Regions from separate parts of the Mus musculus genome. Here regions 2 and 3 are each linked to region 1. The links are chromatin contacts, called in public Hi-C maps. All regions are on one chromosome and are shown on one strand. Each heading gives the region's core, a stretch centred on a gene start, on an enhancer-like site or on the middle of the called end of the contact. The rest is flanking DNA. Distances are from core to core; before and after follow the strand shown.

Region 1 (3,061 bases), core at 348-2,847:
CCAACTACCCGCTTCTGAAAAAAGGAATTTATCTTAGCTTCAATGGGGGTGGGGGGGACATATAAAATGTTTTCCTCTTCAAAAACAGGCCTTCTTTTAGCATATGACCTTAAAGCAGGTCACCCTTCCTGTCTGGAACTTTGCTTCCTAACAATATGTCAGGCACTATATTGGATTTTCTGCACACACTGCTTAACTGGATTTGTCACACTGATAAAGTAGCAATCACTCCCATCTTACAGTTAAGGAAACGAACACACAGAAAGCAGTAGGAAACCAAGTCCCACAGTGCTCTGTCTATCTCTGAAGCGTCTTCCTCTGTCTCAAACCTTCCCCTATCCAGCACACTTTTTCTAAGATAATCATGCTCTCAATGAACACACTCATCTCTGGTTAGTTTTTGTGATACAAAGATATGACTTAGTAGTCCTCTAAGGTAAAGATGTATTTATTGATTGTTAATTTGCTTGCATCTTTTAACTCCTTACTATAATACTTTAAAAATGAAGAAAAGACAACTCAGTCTAGCTATAAAAAACCCACACATTAAGGCACAGAAAATGCACAGTGCTCTTAAAAAACGGTTAAACTCATAGAAACTGCGTGAACGCGTTTCTAACCAAAGCTTCAACGAGTTCTAAACGGCATTTTGAATATATGTACAGATTTTTTCCTCTTCAGTAAATATTAAGACTCTTAGAAGTCACTGGCCCCACTGTGAATCTGAAAATAGGCGATGAAGTGAAGACACTCTTCCACCTGAACATTGAATTTATTCGGTTTTTCTAACAGCGATTTCTGGTGTAGCGTAATATTCTGACTGTCACCATAATCACTACTTGCCTCTTCAGACTATGCTACTTGAAACATGTTTTCATAACAGACTTAACGTTACTAGAGATTGAAATTCATCTACAGAGCCCAATAGAAGGTAGAACTACCTACGGTATCAGAGAAAGAAGAATCCGGGACCAGGGGAAGCACCGTGAGACGTTCGACGTTCTCTTTACCAGCCTGTCCCAAGCATCCTTTCGTGTCACACACTGCGCTAGAAGTCACACAGACAGACAAGACAGACATACAGACAGACAGACAGACACACACACACACACTATCCTGGACTCTAACACCACTACCAGCGAGCTGAAATCCCGCGGCCACCAAACTTTGCTCAATCTATTTACGGATAATTGAACTGCCGACCACATAAGAATCAGGTAGAGAATCACAGATTCAGACTCAACCCCCGAAGCCCATGGGGAAGCCGCCTCCCGCCCGGGATCCCAGGCGGCGCGGGGCAGCAGGTCTCGGCCTCGCTCACCTCTTCCACCTCGATCTCCTTGTAGTCGATCTCTTCGAAGTTCAGGACCTGCGACGGCGCTTCGATCATCTCACTGGCAGAAGACGAGGAGGAGGACGAGGCGGCGGAGGCTGTCGACATGATCCCCCGCGGCGCCCGGGGGGCCGCGCCCGCCCTCCGGCTCGCGCAGCGCCCTTCAGCCCGGAGCCCCGCAGCCCCGCCGCCCGGCGCTCCGTGGCGCGGGACCGACCCGGGCCACCGCCGAGTCCCGGCTTCGGCTCCTCAGCGCTTTCCGTCGCCGGGCCCCGCCCACCACACTTCCAGTTCCGGTTTGAACTCGGAACTGGGAGGGAGGAGGCGCGCCTGCCGGACCCGAGCGGGGAATTTCCTGACCCGGGGAGCGAGTGAGGGAGAAGCCGGGGTAGGGGCGGAGTGGAGGAGGGCGAGCGCGGAGCCGTGGGCCCGAGGAACAGGTTTCGCGAGACTTTTGCGAAAGGGCCTCGGCGGCAGGAGGATACCGCGAGACTGGACGCCGTGACGTAGTAAATGTGCGCGATCGGAACTGGCGCGGAGCGAGCCCGAAGGCGGACCGGTTGGTCCTGCGGGATCCAGCGGGAAAGATGAACTCCGTCGCTTTCTGCCTGTTTCTTTTGAGCCGCGTCGTGCCTTCCCCTGCTCTGTGCTGGGCGGTCTGCGGTCAGGCAGCCTAGGGTTTGTCTTGTGCTCATTGGGCACCTCTTCATGTCGGGTTTTCAGCCGTGAGCCCGTTACTTTTTTAAGCGGAACCCCGAGCTGGCGAGGGGGTTCGGGAGCAGCGGTTAGCGCGCGCCATCGGGGGGAGCACCGTGACGCGTGAGCGCTCACTAATGGAAGTTAGCATCGTAGAGAGACACCAGTGGCGTTTTACACACTTCCTAAGGCAGTTCAGATGGCTTCGCTTTGTCACCTTCCCGAGGCTGTCGTCCACAACAGCCCCGAGGGTTTGGTTTGAGAATCCGTGGACACACCAAGACGACGGATTTTAAGAGGAGCCACTATGCCTCAGAGCTATAAGGAGAGTCACGCTTCATTGTCCTTAATGTTTATGTACAGCATTTTGGCGACCTTTGAGGACATTGTCTTTGAAGGACTAATGTCTCTGAAGGATTGTTGAGTTTAAGGGAGATCATAGGGTGGTTCCTGAAGACTACCCAACAAGATTAGGATTGCTACGGTAAAGCCCCATATTCCGGGGTTACTAGAGTTAAGATAACTTAATTGGAAACAAAGTTAATAGTCTAATGTCTAGGAAAGGACGAAGGGCACAGGCTTGAACCTTAGGCAAAGATCCACTGCTAGTTTAACCTAAGATACCTTTATAGGAAGGAATGTTGCCTTTGTGTCGGCAGTCTTCATAGCAAATGTTGGTTGTACTGAGATTATTTATTTATTTATTTTTAACCCGATGAGGAGTTTCAACTTCGAATAAGGGGCACCTTTCCCTATTTATGGTCTCATAGCTTTTCCTTTCCTGCCTTTAATGCTAGTGCTGTATGCTTACTAAATACTCAGCAGTAGCATGGCAATTCAAGTTTGAGTGTCACAAGTTAGGTCAGAGAACCCCAAGATGGAAGGTATTGCCCATGTTGTATGACCAACACGATTTTAAATTTAAGCTAGGTGCTGAGTTTTAGTTGATTTGACTGGAAACCAGTGGAACCATTGGAGTTAAAATTAGTGACCAAGGATGCGCTCTTGAGAATGTCAAGTCCTGCGCTTCCT
Region 2 (2,879 bases), core at 126-2,625, 3.2 Mb after region 1:
CCTCCCTTTAGTACTGCTATGACCTAAATCTAACAGATCTCTCGCCCTCCACACCCCCGAACAGGCTTCTAAAGTATCCAAGAAATCAACCTTAGAAACGCAAGCTTGTCAGATGAGGTACCGGTATTGTGACACTGCTTAGCAGCAAGACACTTCCTTTGACAGGATTTATTTTTCCCCAGCTCCAACTACAGGCACCAAAAGGTATTTTACCTTTTGCCAATGGTTCAAAGGAGACGCAGGGAAAAATACCCACGTACAGGCGTATCCTGTGGTCAAAAGAAGCCTCCCCTCGCGTACCAGAACTCGTCCCCAGAGGCCAGGACTGGCTACTTGGACTCCCGGAGTACCGGACCTGGGCCAAGTGACGGGAGACTTCTCACTCGGTGGCCTCTCCGTGCAAACTGCCGGCTGCGGCCAGTCCTCCCGGCGGCGGGTCGAGCCCGAGCCCCGCGCGCTGCCTCCCCTCGCGGCCGCATTGTTTCGAGCGGCAGCCGAGCGCCCACCGCAGGCCCGCGCCGCTGCCGCCGCCGCCGCCGCCGCCGCCGCAGTGAGCGAGTCGGCGGGAGCCCGAGCGCTCGCAGCCACGGAAGTCTCGGCTCCTCCGGGGAGGCTGGGGGCGACGCGGAGCTCCACTCCCCAGGTTTCGAACCAACTCTCACTGTGGCGTCCACGGCAGGCCGACCGCAAGAGAAGGAGCAAACGCGGCGGTTGGAGCTGAAGACCCGAGATGCCGGATGCAAAGGAGCTCGCTCGCCCTTCAGCCTCGCCACCATGGCCCCCCGAGCTGCCCGGCTGCAGAGCGCGCGCCAGTCCCCGGCCACCCCTTGGAGCTCCGGGGCCCCGACTAGTCCCGGCCGGTCGCCTCTGGTCGATTGGAACTGAGGGCGGGGAGGGGGCGGGGGGTCGAGGGAGGGTCGCCCGGCGCCGGAGGCGCGGCGGCCAGCGCCGCGGACCCGTCGGCTCGTGCAGGTAGACAGCGAAATAAATAAGTCAGAACAAACTTTGCTTTCCTCTGGCCTTACCTTCCTTCGCAGCCTGCGCCTCCCCCGTGTGTGCAAAGCCAAGCAGCCAGATGTAACACAAAATAATCCACGAAGGGAACCGAGTTTGAACAACCATGGTGCATGAGCAGGTTTGATTTTTTTAGGCTGCAGTTGGGTCGCAGCTCTTTAGATGCTGTTTGCTCCGAAGTGGGTTATTATTGTTGTTATTATTGCGCTCCTCGCATCGATCCCCTTCTGGGTCCCAGGCCGTCTGCTCCACGCTTAGCTGTTTGATTTCTCTCTCCCCCCTCCGGTTCGTTCGCACCGTGTTTGCTGCCTGCAAGTCTCCGACTGCAGACCGGCCGCTTGCTCCACACTCCAATAATATCAATTAGGGGGGAGGAGGCGGGGCTACGAACCCAGAGCCTCCGCCACTCCGACTGAGTGGCAGCCGCAGCCCGCCTGCTAGGCGGCGATTCCCACGGCCGGGGGGCGGGTCCCTACGAAGTGGCCGCCTCTACCTTGGAGGCGGGGTCCTGAGCAGGAGCCAATCAACGCCGAGCGGAGTCGGGTTGCGAGTCCAGGATTCCCTCCCAGATCGGTTGCCGGGAAAGCGGGGACGAGCCGCGTTAGGCCAGCGGCGTGCAGTCGGGAGCACTTGGCTTTTAGCTACTGCAGCTTCACTGAGCTGAATAAACCCGAGAATAACTCTCCCGTCTTACACTCCTGTATATAGCAGTGCTGCTCAACGTCTTCTAGACGGCATAGGCGAAACAAGCCTTCCCTCAACTACCAATCACCGACCCCGACCCGGACAGTGAAACTGAGCTATGCTTTTAGAACGCCTTTTACTTTTTTGTTAGCAGCCTCAGCAGGTCGGATAACTTTGGTTTTCTGCCTTTTTTCTTTCTTTCTTTTCTTTTCCTCTCTTTTGTTTTCAAAAGTTTGAACTTCTGTTCTGTAACTCGAGAGGCATGTTTAACTACTACTCCCCTATCTCTGGAAAAATAAAATTAATCAAAAGTGCCCCCCGCCCCCCAAAAGAAAACCTTTCAATGTTTGCCTGAGTTCACAACAACCTATGACAAAAGAAACAGGGAAAGTGGGGCTGGAGAAAGGAAGTCTTTTGTTTTATGCTCGCCTCTTCTCTCCTTCTATCTTCAGTTTCTTCTCAGGCAAAATAGGACCTTAGAAAACGTTTCTTGTCGTTTTTACTTACATGCTTCTCATTTTCTGGGGTCTTTCATAGGTTGCTCTACTTGAATTGTTTCCCATTTCGCTGTGTAAATAACATTCAGTTCTAAAGAAAGCCGCCAGGTACTAAATTCACATAGCCATTCCTTCTACTTGGGCAAACATTTACTATTTTCTGTAGTTAGTCCATAATTATTCTGTAATTATCTTTCTAAAAAAAGCTAAGACTAAAAATGTAACCAACATTTCCACTTGAATTCACCCAATCCTAGCTACAAGAAAAAAGTGTGTGGAGAAATCTGTTTTCCATTAGGCAGTTTTGCACACTTTGCAAGCAAGAGGTGGTTGACATTGTAAAATGAAAATCTTAAAAATGTAATGGCCAAATCATCTATGTCAAGGGTCACACTGAGTAGATAAGTACGTCATATTTTAAGATGGATTTTCCTTTTATTGTTCTATATTTTTAAAGAAAAGGAAAGAAAAATAAACACTCATTGATGATCAGCCTTTATTTCTGATGGACAAAAAGTTCAACCTCGGACTTCCTGGTTGACCTCTGGAAATGTGTGCTGGTTTCTCTCTGATATGTACAGGAGGGATAGTGTAGATAAAAAGAGATTACAGCCCCCAGATTCTTTTCTATTTTTACGGTTTTCTTCTGTTGTTTAACTTGCCTAATATAATTATACCAAAGAA
Region 3 (2,728 bases), core at 42-2,541, 3.3 Mb before region 1:
AGTATAAACGTCTATTCCTCGTGTTGTGGATTAGCTGACTGGCCTCACTCAGCTGCCTTCCTTACCTGCAAACTCACCCACTTTGACTACAGCATCGCACTCTTAACCCTAGCCTTCCAAACATGGTCCTATGCTATTTCTGTGTGTCTGGATGTATTTTTAACTCTCAGATGTATACTTCATTTATGAGATATACATCTGAAGACCACGGTACAAAACACTGTAAGAACTTGATAGAATGACAACTGCTAGGTAAAAAAAAAAAAAAAAAAAAAAAAAAAAAAAAAAAAAAGCATACAATACCTGGTGAGAGTTCTATTTTTACCGAAGGTGGTATTGATAGGTATTCTGTTATTAATGCCTTTCTTTTCCCTATAAATGATGAAAAGTTGCTGGAAAATAATAAACACTACTCATCTGTAGTGAAAAGCCACAATACAGTTACAAACCAATCAATCAATCAATAAATCAGACGTCATGGTGTTCTTTTCCCAAAGGTTAAAAAACAAAGTGCACTGTGCTATTTGGCAAAAATGACGTTTAGAAGAAAACACGGTGACTACGCACAGAGGGTGGGGGAATCATTGTGCTTGTTGCGGAGTGAACACGTACAGTGTGCACGCAGACTTACGGCATTTAACCGTGTCATAGGGACCAAAGGAAATCCACTCACTCACTAAATATTTGTTGAGCACCCACTACCTGCCAACTCCCAAACAAAACAAAGCAAAACTACTTACAACCACAAACTACGCTTCGTAACCTAGATAGATAACGCAGGTGACACTATCTATCTAGGTTGAGCTCAGCTCTGCCCATGCTTTTCCTGAGCGGCTCTTGGAAGAAAAGCTACAAAGCCCATGACAGCCTCCGCCTGGCCAGCTGCCACTGGCATCTCAAGGCTGGCAAAGCAAAGTGAAAGCGCCAACCCGGAACTTACGGAGTCCCACGAGGGAACCGCGGCGCGTCAAGCAGAGACGAGTTCCGCCCACGTGAAAGATGGCGTTTGTAGTGACAGCCATCCCAATTGCCCTTTCCTTCTAGGTGGAAAGTGGTGTCTAGACAGTCCAGGGAGGGTGTGCGAGGGAGGTGCGTTTTGGTTGCCTCAGCTCGCAACTTAACTCCACAACGGTGACCAAGGACAAAAGAAGGAAACAAGACTGCAGAGATCCGCACCGGGGAGCCCTGCAGATTCTGGGTCTGCTGTGGACTGGGGGCGGGACTGCGACTGGGCGGGCCTGGGGGCGTGTCCGGGGCGGGGCGGTCCCGGGGCGGGGCCCGGAGCGGGCTGCGGTTGCGGTCCCTGCGCCGGCGGTGAAGGCGCAGCAGCGGCGAGTGGGTGAGTGAGACGCGCGGGCGGAGGGGGGCTGCTGCCACGGTCGGCTCGCGGGCCGGCCGGCTCCGGGTACCAGCGGGGTTTTTTTCTCCTTCGAGGTGAACTCCTCCCTGTCCCCCGGGCGAAAGAGCCCTTGGCCTTGCAGGAGTTGCGGGGGCCGCGGCGGTGCGGAGGGGATGGGGATGGGCCTCATCTTTGCTGTCCGCCCGCGCTCCCCGATCCCGACCCGGAGCGTCTCCCGGGCCCTTGAGGGAACCCTCCGGGAGTACGGCGAGCGCGGCCCCCACCGCCACAAGCCTGGGCCCCAGGGGCCTGGCCCGGCGACAGCTGGTGGGTCCTGCGACCCAGTCAGGTCTCCCGAGGGTCCCCGCCCGGGAGGAGAAAGCGCCGGTGGGATGGAGTAAGGACGGACAGAACAACACGCAGGCAGGATTTCGCAGAAGTTTGCAAGGAGTGCGGATGCCCACTTACATGGGCTGCTACTCTTACCAGGTTGTTCCCCAGTTCTGTGGGACGTGACCTGGTTGCCTCACAGCTCCGCGGTTGTACAGACTTATTAAAGGAAGTGACCATTGTGACTTGGGCATCACTTGACTGATGGTAATCAGTTGCAGAGAGAGAAGTGCACTGATTAAGTCTGTCCACACAGGGTCTGTCTGGCCAGGAGTGCATTTGCCTGGGAGGGATTGGTTGCGCTTTCTGGTGTGGGGACTATTAGGCTCTTGTAGAGTTTTGTCCCGGCAGATGGATAAATTTCTTGTTACACTGTTCCCGTTCGTCACCAGTTGAGAAAAACGGGTACACAGTCTGTCTCAGTAGTACTTTTACTTTATATTAAGGGCCCAAAAGGGACTGGAAAATACTTTAAGATAGAATCGTTAGTCCACTTGGAAAACTTAAAATATGAGAGAGAGAGGGGGGGGGGAGAGAGAGAGAGAGAGAGAGAGAGAAAGGAAGGAAGAAGGAGGAAGAGGAGGAGGAAAGAGATTGAGATTATGTTAATAATATGGAATCAGAATATTTGAAATATAGTAAGCGTCCCCTCAGTTAAAGAGGACATTCCAGGAGGCCCCCAGTATAGCCTGAAATCTCAGGAAACGCCTACATACACCCATCGTGTGGATATAGGTGTTTTCCCTTCATTACATTTCATACACAGATGTTAAAGTTTAGAAAGTAGGCACAATAAGAGATTACAAATAACTGATAATAAAGTCGAGCCATTGCAGCTGCTCTGTAAAAGTCCTGTGAATGTGATCGCTTTGTGTTTCAAAGTAACTTACTGTACTTCACCCCTGTTAAGCAAAACAAGATTCACCTGAACGCAGGCACCTTGGTACCTTGGCAGACACCAGATCTGATAACCAAGAGGATGGAGAAGTAGTGGCAGAC

Evidence for each region. A called contact is a pair of places that touch in the nucleus more often than the background predicts.
Region 2: a contact with region 1 is called in a Hi-C map of uterus, with 4 times the contacts expected there. The contact joins the promoter of Epha7 here to the promoter of Map3k7 in region 1. A contact is called at or near these places in 4 of 39 promoter capture datasets (cranial neural crest, frontonasal cranial neural crest, maxillary cranial neural crest and 1 more) and 5 of 484 Hi-C or Micro-C datasets (LSK cells, cardiomyocytes, hematopoietic stem and progenitor cells and 2 more).
Region 3: a contact with region 1 is called in a Hi-C map of rod photoreceptor, with 5 times the contacts expected there. The contact joins the promoter of C9orf72 here to the promoter of Map3k7 in region 1. A contact is called at or near these places in 2 of 484 Hi-C or Micro-C datasets (CD4 T cells and rod photoreceptor).

Annotation. Positions count from the first base shown.
Region 1 is chr4:31,962,643-31,965,703 of GRCm38.p6, reverse strand. Map3k7 (mitogen-activated protein kinase kinase kinase 7) reads right to left here and starts at 1,597. Exons shown (of 16, transcript NM_172688.3): 1 at 1,322-1,597. The coding sequence starts at 1,441.
Region 2 is chr4:28,811,627-28,814,505 of GRCm38.p6, reverse strand. It overlaps Epha7 (Eph receptor A7), which reads right to left and starts at 1,375. Exons shown (of 17, transcript NM_010141.4): 1 at 1,026-1,375. The coding sequence starts at 1,122.
Region 3 is chr4:35,224,399-35,227,126 of GRCm38.p6, reverse strand. It overlaps C9orf72 (C9orf72, member of C9orf72-SMCR8 complex), which reads left to right and starts at 1,291. Exons shown (of 11, transcript NM_001081343.2): 1 at 1,291-1,339.